Linked DNA regions of Macaca mulatta: all the other regions are linked to region 3. The links are chromatin contacts, called in public Hi-C maps. All regions are on one chromosome and are shown on one strand. The core of a region is the stretch at or near the end of the contact, and the rest is flanking DNA. Distances in the headings are between cores, read along the strand shown. Region 1 holds the start of ADNP (activity dependent neuroprotector homeobox). Region 2 holds the start of MOCS3 (molybdenum cofactor synthesis 3). Region 3 holds the start of BCAS4 (breast carcinoma amplified sequence 4).

Region 1 (2,831 bases), core at 246-2,745, 140 kb after region 3:
ACTAAGAGTGCGAGTGTGTCTTGCTGGGCCCATTTTCCCATGGTCTGTAGAAGGCGCTGTGAAGCACATCCTGTTCTAGCTCGGGGGCCCTTCCCCCCTCTGCAGCCTTACCCAGTGCAGAGAATGCGCCCCCTACTGACTCCAACACTCATCGCCTTTAGCCGACTTGGCTGCGGTGCATTTTGGGTGGGGGCTGGTATTTTCTCCATGGCCATAAACCAGAAGCAACAATGCAGATTTCTAAAGAAACTGTATCAAGCTATCCAAGAGATTTTTTTTTTTTTTCATTCTGAAGGTTCAAGATACAGGCACAAGAAGCATCAGGGATGGGAACTGGGTGTGTGGGGATGGACATCATTAACATGGCAAACACTGAAACAGTTTGTTTCTTTTTCCCTCCTAAGCCTTTGTCTGTGAAATGGGGTTATGGCAAGAAGTGTCCAGAGGAACTGGTAAATGCAAGAAGATTAAGAAGACTCGTGGGTGTGTGGGGGGTGTGTGTGGCTAAAAAGGATATCAGACCTACAGTCTTGGTCTTGGGCAGAAGAGGAAGAGAAGCAATCGCGCCTTTTCCAGCAGACAGGGATCAAGGTTGGGGGGGAGGGGAAGGCAGGCAGGCCGCCCAGAGGAAAGAAGAGGTGAATACGAGGGTGTTCACAAAAACTACTCCCCATTCATTACATTAAAAGAAGATCTTTTTGCAGCTCTCTGGATTTCCATTTTCTACCATCTTACTGCAAAGTTGGGGCTCAGAATGTTCGAAAGAGGTGCTGACCAGGCAGCTGAGACTGGGGAAAAGGGATGGTGGTGAACTGTGGTCAGGATAGGAGGGAAGCTGGCAGGTTGGGGAGGAAGGATTGCACAGGGGAGGCAAAGACTTTCACTCCATGCCATGCATGCTCCCCGCCCCCCCCAACCCCGTCCCCCCTCCCCCAGGTAAGGGTGGGCAGACCTGGCAGAAGGCTCGTTCCAGGCATGGGGGTGTGCGTGGGGGGGCTCCTTTTGGGGGTGGGGGGCGGACAGGATTAGTTCCAGGGATGGGAGAAGCTCGGTTCTGGCTGGGGGCGGGGTGGGGGAGATGCCCTTAGCTGCAAAAGCTCCCGGCGGCCAGGCAGGCTGCTGGCCTCGGTGGGCTCACGGAGCGGAGAAGGGGGTCGGGCTGCAGGAGGAGGCGCCTGGACCTCCAGAGCAGAGTCGGGTAGCGGTCCGTGCCGGGACGGGCGACCGGTCCGCGCCGGGGTGTGCAAAGGAGCGTGTGTGCGGCTGGAGGGCGGCGATGCGAACAACAATGCGCCCGCGCCCGGGGCCGGGCTGGGCTGGCGGCCGCGCGGGCCGGGGTCGGGAGGCAGGGCAGGGCCGCGGGTCCGCGCGCGGCGGCGCCGGGCTTACCTTGACTCGGCCTCGAGGCGCGCGCGGGGCCGGCGTGCTCGGGGGCCGGACAGCGGCGGCGGCGGCGGCGGGCGGATGGCGGCGGCACAGCGGTGGCGACAGCGGGGAGGGCGCGCCCGGGGCCTCGTCGCGCTCCGGCTCGGCGGACTCCGGCTCGCGCCGCGGCCGCGGGTGCTGCCGGGGGGCGCGGCGGGCGCAGCAGAGCGGCGGGCGGCGGCGGCGTCGTCGAGCGGTGCAGACAAAGGAGGGGCGGAGGGAGGAGACGGAGGGTGTGGGAGAGGCGGCTTCACCGGCGCGGGCGGCGGCGGCCGCGCTCCTCTCGCTCCTCAGCAGCGGGGACCGAGAGAGGGAGCTGTGTCTGAGAAGACGCCAAAATCCCCCTTAGCGCTGCCTGCGGGAGGGGGAGGGGGCACAAGATGGCGGCGGCCGGGGGGGCGGGAGTTCAGCTCATGGATCCCGGCGGGCGGCGGAGGGGAGACCGGGCCGGCGGCGGCGGCGGCGGCAACGGGCGGGGGAGGGGGCTGATCCCGCGTCTCCCCTCAGCAGACAATACAAGCGCCTCGGACCGAGTCCCCGAACCTGCCCTAGCCAAAATGGCGGCCGAGAAAGAGCGGAAGTGACGTAAGTACCTCATTAGCATAAGAGGACTCATTGTCCAGCTAAGTAGGGGGGGCAGTGGAGACAGCACCCCAACCCCTTTCTCCCCGGGGGGGGGTTCCTCTCACTCCCACCTGTGCTTGCACCTAACTTTTCCTCAGGGAGTGTGCTCCCAGCACCCCCACCCCCGCCTGAGGGAAATTATATAATCCCCACTGAAGGGGGGAGCTCTCGCGAGAACCAGGCGGATTTGCCATTGACCCACTAGGAGGCGCCGCAGATAATGGCCGCAGTGCGCTCCCGGGGCCCGTGTGCTTGGCGGGCGCCTTCCTCTGGCCGCAGCGCCGGCGGCGGAGGCAGAAGCAGCGGGCCGCAGCACGCCCAGCACTCAGTCAGGTGGCCGTGCTGGGGATCCCTGCGCGGGCCCAGCTGGGCCTGGACTACATCTGGCGGGAGGGGTGTGCGGGGCGGCCTGGGGCGGCTCCACGTGCTCAGATGCCCGCGCTTCCACGGCTGAGAAGCGGCGGGAAGGCGCCGGGACACCTGGCCGGTCGCCCCTGACGCCTCCTTCCTTAAATGAGGTGTGAGGGCCTCGTGCTTCACACAGCGACTGGAGATGAGACACAACCCCATGGATGCCTTAGCCCTTCCTAGTGGGGTATTCGGTGCAGAGGGGCCGAGATTTTATTAAGGTCCGCCGTTACCCTGTGACTTGACATTCTTCCCAGTCACAGGATGGACTCTTCTCTTTGACCTGAATTAAAAAAAAAAAAAAAAGGAATCCTAGTGCCTTGAGGCCACCCAACTGGTGAAACTTCAGGATGAGAAGTGATGTTGCCAACAGG
Region 2 (2,940 bases), core at 367-2,866, 160 kb after region 3:
ATGCTCAGGCTGGCTGGCTGATGGGAAAACAGGCACTCTGAAGAATGGAGAATCCTAACTTGTACAATCTTTTTTTTTCTTTAGAGCAATTGTGAAGAATGGAGAGTCCTAACTTGTACAACCCTTTTTTTCTTTAGAGCAATTTGGCAATAACTGTCCATTTTAAGCACATTTCTGTCTACCTAGCAATCCTACCTCGAATCATTTATCCCCAGTACACAAGTAAAAGTATGAGTGTGTCTGCTGCCAACATTGATGCAATAAAGGAGCACCGCTATGTGTCAAGCATTTTTCTAAATTTAGCTGGAAAATATGGTGTGAACAAAGTCCTTGTTCTTATTTGCAAAGCAAAAGTCAAAAAACAAAAACAACCTAAAGCTGCTGGAAATAATCCAGCTCATTGCCATGACCTGGTTAAATAACACAGCCATATGGAATGTTACCTAACTTCCAAAGTAATTTGCTATGTTTCGATATATTAATATGAAAAAAAGTATTCAAAGATTTCACAGCATGATCCCATTTGTGCAATCGTAAAACAAGTTACTCCGTACTGACTCCAGGATTTTTTGCAGTTTTTAAAAACACTGCATTAACACACTTCCAAATTCGAACTCCACCCACCCCCCATCCCGGTTCTAACAATCACACCAAACATCCACCAGTGATCAGCGAAGATGCCCTTCTGCTCTCTCCTTTCCAGAAAGGTTATTGTGCCCAGCAATAGCTCCCTAACCCACACACACCAAACCTCATGCTTATATAAGCACTCGGCACCGGAGTGGAGAGTGAACACTCTCGCTTGGACTCCTGGCTCTTGCCGCAGATCCTGACCGCCTAGAGGGAGGAGTGGGGTCACGCTTTCAGCCCCGCTTCCAAGTAAAAGAGTGGCCAACCTTTCTACGAAAAGGCAGGGGACGCGAGTACTTCATAATAAATGAGGGTCTCACAAAACCCAAGGGCAGGAATGAGAACCCAGGACACGAAGAAAACCCAAGAAGCATCTGTCTCTGCTTCCCTCACAGGGTGGCCCTATCCCTGGGCCTTCCTGCGTGAGGCAAGGAAGGTTGGACAGGGCCGCCTCGCGCAGCCAGCTGCAGACACCCGGGCCGGGGAAGCCAGCTCATCTCATTCCTCGGGGAGGGAGACCTGGTGCGCTACCTCTCGGAGAAGCTTTTCACCAGTAACCACACGATGAGTGGCAGGTTCTCGCGCTCATTGTAGGTGGGTAAAAGCACCGAATATTTGTCCCGTCGTGGACTGCGCACTTCCAGCTGCCGCCGAGACATGGGAGGACTACGTCTGACTTCCAAGGAGGCCATGGCGGAACTGAGCCAGACGCCGGAAGCGGAATTACGTAAATGCGGCGCGGAAAAGGACGGGTCGGACCGTACCAAATTCGGAAGCGGGGGATGATCTGTGTGATTGAGCGCTAGTTCTTCTAGAGCTATTGTGTGGTTCAATTACAAATATGCAGGATTTATGCATCTTTAAAGCTTAATCTGAAGATTTCTTCAGGAAGTAAATATCTATTATCATCTTTTCCCAAGCTCCATAAAGTTTTTTAGTTTATCCCAGTCGCTAGGAAACAGAAGCCGGAAGCGGAAATGCCTTTTACGACAACTTCCGGAAGAGGTCGCCATGGCTTCCCGGGAGGAGGTACTCGCGTTACAGGCTGAAGTTTCGCAACGTGAGGAGGAATTGAATTCCCTGAAGCAGAAACTGGCGTCGGCCCTTTTGGCGGAGCAGGAACCGCGGCCAGAACGGCTGGTTCCTGTGTCGCCGCTGCCGCCGAAGGCCACTCTTTCCCCAGATGAGATTCTGCGCTATAGCCGGCAGCTAGTGCTGCCGGAGCTGGGCGTGCACGGACAGCTGCGCCTGGCGACCGCGTCCGTGCTAGTCGTGGGCTGCGGTGGGCTTGGCTGTCCACTGGCGCAGTACTTGGCAGCGGCCGGCGTGGGTCGCCTTGGCCTTGTGGACTATGACGTGGTAGAGATGAGCAACCTCGCCCGCCAAGTGCTGCATGGAGAGGCACTGGCTGGCCAGGCCAAGGCCTTGTCGGCCGCCGCCTCGCTGCGCCGCCTCAATTCGGCAGTGGAATGCGTGCCGTACACTCAGGCCCTTACGCCAGCCACTGCCCTAGACCTGGTCCGCCGATATGATGTGGTGGCCGACTGTTCGGACAACGTGCCCACTCGCTACCTGATTAATGACGCATGTGTGCTGGCGGGTCGGCCCCTCGTGTCTGCCAGTGCCTTGCGCTTCGAGGGCCAAATCACAGTCTACCATTATGACGGTGGGCCTTGCTATCGCTGCATATTCCCCCAACCACCCCCAGCGGAGACAGTGACCAACTGCGCGGACGGCGGGGTGTTTGGTGTCGTAACTGGGATCCTGGGCTGCCTGCAGGCCTTGGAAGTGCTGAAAATCACTGCGGGTCTGGGCCCCTCTTACAGTGGCAGTCTGTTGCTCTTTGATGCCCTGCGAGGGCATTTCCGCTGTATTCGGCTGCGGAGCCGCAGGCTCGACTGTGCAGTTTGCGGGGAACGGCCCACTGTGACTGATCTGCTGGACTATGAAGCCTTCTGTGGCTCCTCAGCCACTGATAAATGCCGCTCCCTGCAGTTACTGAGCCCAGAGGAGCGTATTTCTGTCACCGACTATAAGCGAGTTCTGGATTCTGGGGCATCCCACCTGTTGCTGGACGTCAGGCCTCAGGTGGAGGTGGACATTTGTCGTTTGCCTCATGCCCTACACATCCCTCTGAAACATTTGGAACGCAGGGATGGGGAGAGCCTGAAACTCTTAAAAGAAGCAATCTGGGAAGGGAAGCAGGGCACACAAGAAGAGGCTGCTGTCCCCATTTATGTGATTTGCAAACTGGGAAATGACTCACAGAAAGCCGTGAAGGTCCTCCAGTCCTTAGCAGCAGCTCAAGAG
Region 3 (2,837 bases), core at 89-2,588:
CTCCTGCATCTGCCTCCCCACTAGCTAGGACTACAGTTGCGCACCACCACACCCTGCAATTTTAATTTTTTTTTTCTTTTTCCTTTTTTTTTTTTTTTTTTTTTTTTTAAGGCGATTTAACATTTAAAGAAAAGTCAGCAGTCCGGGGGTGGTGGCTCACGTCTGTAATCCCAGCACTTTGGGAGGCCGAGGCAGGTGGCTCACCTGAGGTCAGGAGTTTGAGACCAGCCTGGCCAATATGGCGAAACCCCGTCTCTACTAAAAAATACAAAAATTAGCCAGACATAGTGACATGGGCCTGTAATCCCAGCTACTCGGAAGGCTGAGGGAGGGGGAGAATTGCTTGAACCCAGGAGGTGGAGGTTGCAGTGAGCCGAAATCGCGCACTCCAGCCTGGGCGACAGAGCGAGTCCGTCTCCAAAAAAATAATAATAATAATAATTAAAAATAAAAATCAAAGTCATCAAACGAAAAATTTAAACTTCAGACCTTTCTTGTACCTATTTGCCTTTTAGTACTTTCCTCGTTAGCACTGCTGGGGTGGGGGATGGGGCGCACCTCGCTCTCTTCAGCCCCAGGGCTGTAAAGGGTCTATCTAGGCCAGCCTCCGAGAGCGTGGAGGGAGTGGGGGGCGGCTGTCAAATTTAGTGCGCTCAATAGTTTCCTGGTGAAGCTTATTTAAAAGCTGCACAGAAGAGGAAGACGAGGACCGTCACACTCGGCCTTCCCTCAACTCCAGGACCCTCCGCCCGATGCAAACTAGATGCTTTAGCAGGATGGGAACGAGAGGGGAGCGGGAGGCTTTGGGCTTCCTCTAAGATAGCGCCTCTCTAACCCGGACGCCCGTTAGAATCACCCGGGGAGCTTTAGAAACTACCGATGCCTAAGCCCCACTCCGAAGGATTCCGATTTAATCGGCCTGGTGCGAGGCCTGGCTTCCGGCCTTTTAAAAGCTCCCCGGGGATTCTATTGTACCGCGGGGGCCGGGAGCCCGTACTCTACCGGGATTCCGAAGAGGAGGGGTGGCTTGCCCCAATAGCTCTCAAATTTAGCTTTCGGTCAACAATCTGATTGGAACCACCTACCAAACATCAAAAGATCCTGATACCCAGGTCCCAACCCAGATACGGTGTGGTCCGGGCTTGGGAAATTCTAAAAGAGCTCCAGGTGACTGCCATCTGCAAGCGAGTTTGCAAAGCACTGGTGTCCAGGTGCTGCGGGGGCGGGCGCAGCGCGCGCCGCTCGCCACTGGGTGGCGCTGCCCGCTCGGCCCGGCGCTCCTGGAGCTGAGAGCCGCGACCGCCGGGAGCGCACCTGCCCCGCCTCCGCCAGGCGGGCCGCGGAGCATGCAGCGGACCGGGGGCGGGGCTCCGAGGCCCGGGCGCAACCACGGGCTCCCAGGCAGCCTCCGCCAACCCGACTCCGCCGCCCTCCTGATGCTGCTCGTGAACGCCGATCGGCCGGAGCCCGTGCGCAGCGGAGCGCGGGAGCTCGCGCTCTTCCTGACCCCCGAGCCTGGGGCCGAGGTAGGGGACGGGGCTGTGGAGTTGGAGGAGAGGGTTCTCGCGGTTGGGGGTCCGGGCTCCGGATCCTCGGCTTCCCCGGAGCATCCTCTAGCTCCCGGAATGGGGGGCCCGGGGATTCCCCCCTTCCTGAACTGTGGCTGCGGGGCGCCACCCAGAGATGCGCAGCGGGTCGCCTCTGCTCCCTGCTCCGGGCGACACCGGGCCCCGGAGGCCCAGGCTCGCTTTCCCTCCCCACCCAGGTACCCCAGCATCCGCCGGGTCCCGAGGCGCCGCCCTTTGCCAGGCCGGCCCTGGGAGAGGCAGACCGCGGGACCGCCCCTGCCCCGGCTACCTCCGAGCGCGGTGCCCCAGCCGAGCGGCGCCGCAGGCTGCGGCTGTGCGGGGAGTCCTGAGGCCGCGCTGCGAGGCTGCAGCTCGGAGCGAAAACACCACGCCTCTGTCTGCGCTTTCTATTTTAAAAGCACCAAGTGAAAAGCAGATCTAAAACGAGACCCTCTACCTTCCGGCTGGAGGCATCTGTCGACGGTGCTGTGAAAAAGTTATTTACCCGAGTTCACTAGGAGTTATTTACGGCCAGAAATTCAACCCATTCTCTTTTTAAACCACAAAAGCAGTACAGGAGTATTTAAAATAAAGGCTATGCACCCCTTTCTCTTTTCTCTCCCATCCCAGTTCTAGTTTTCTTAGAAAACCAGCATTAACAGTTTGGTATAAATCATTCCGGACATTTAAAATGCCTTTACAAATGTAGATATCTATATATCTGTATCTGTCTAGGCGGAGCATTGGCTTGCGCCAGTGGTCCCAGCATTCTGGGAGGCTGAGGAAGGAGGATTGCTTGGGATGGGGATGGGGGACGGGGAAGACTGAGGCTGCAGTGAGGCTTGATCATGCCACTGCACTCCAGCCTGGGCGACAGAGTGAGACATGTTAAAAAAAAAAAAAAAAAAAATCTATTTCACCAGGCGTGGTGGCTCACGCCTGTAATCCCAGCACTATTGGGAGGCCGAGGCAGGTGGATCACCTGAGGTCTGGAGTTCGAGACCAGCCTGACCAACATGGCGAAACCCTGTCTCTCCTAAAAATACAAAAATTAGCCGGGCGTGTAATCCCAGCTACTTGGGAGGCTGAGGCAGGAGAATCGCTTGAGCCTGGGAGGTGGAAGTTGCAGTGAGCTGAGATCAGCCATTGCACTCCAGCCTGGGCAACAAGAGCAAAACTCCCTCTCAAAACAAAACAAAACAAAACATAAAAATATCTTTCCATATATATATAATATTTTTTCTATATATATTCTTTCCATATATATTA

The links. Hi-C and Micro-C count contacts between places; a contact is called where the count stands out from the background.
Region 1: a contact with region 3 is called in a Hi-C map of cortical neurons, with 5 times the contacts expected there. The contact joins the promoter of ADNP here to the promoter of BCAS4 in region 3. A contact is called at or near these places in 4 of 14 Hi-C or Micro-C datasets (cortical neurons, fetal cortex germinal zone, fetal cortical plate and 1 more).
Region 2: a Hi-C map of liver shows a contact between it and region 3, with 3 times the contacts expected there. The contact joins the promoter of MOCS3 here to the promoter of BCAS4 in region 3. A contact is called at or near these places in 3 of 14 Hi-C or Micro-C datasets (CD4 T cells, fetal cortex germinal zone and liver).

The regions. Positions count from the first base shown.
Region 1 is chr10:103,791,701-103,794,531 of T2T-MMU8v2.0, forward strand. It overlaps ADNP (activity dependent neuroprotector homeobox), which reads right to left and starts at 1,496. Exons shown (of 5, transcript NM_001266818.2): 1 at 1,390-1,496.
Region 2 is chr10:103,815,254-103,818,193 of T2T-MMU8v2.0, forward strand. It overlaps MOCS3 (molybdenum cofactor synthesis 3), which reads left to right and starts at 1,617. Exons shown (of 2, transcript XM_077951991.1): 1 at 1,617-2,940. The coding sequence starts at 1,642. DPM1 (dolichyl-phosphate mannosyltransferase subunit 1, catalytic) reads right to left here and starts at 1,331. Exons shown (of 9, transcript XM_001094366.5): 1 at 1,162-1,331. The coding sequence starts at 1,322.
Region 3 is chr10:103,650,876-103,653,712 of T2T-MMU8v2.0, forward strand. BCAS4 (breast carcinoma amplified sequence 4) reads left to right here and starts at 1,339. Exons shown (of 5, transcript NM_001266471.1): 1 at 1,339-1,526. The coding sequence starts at 1,347.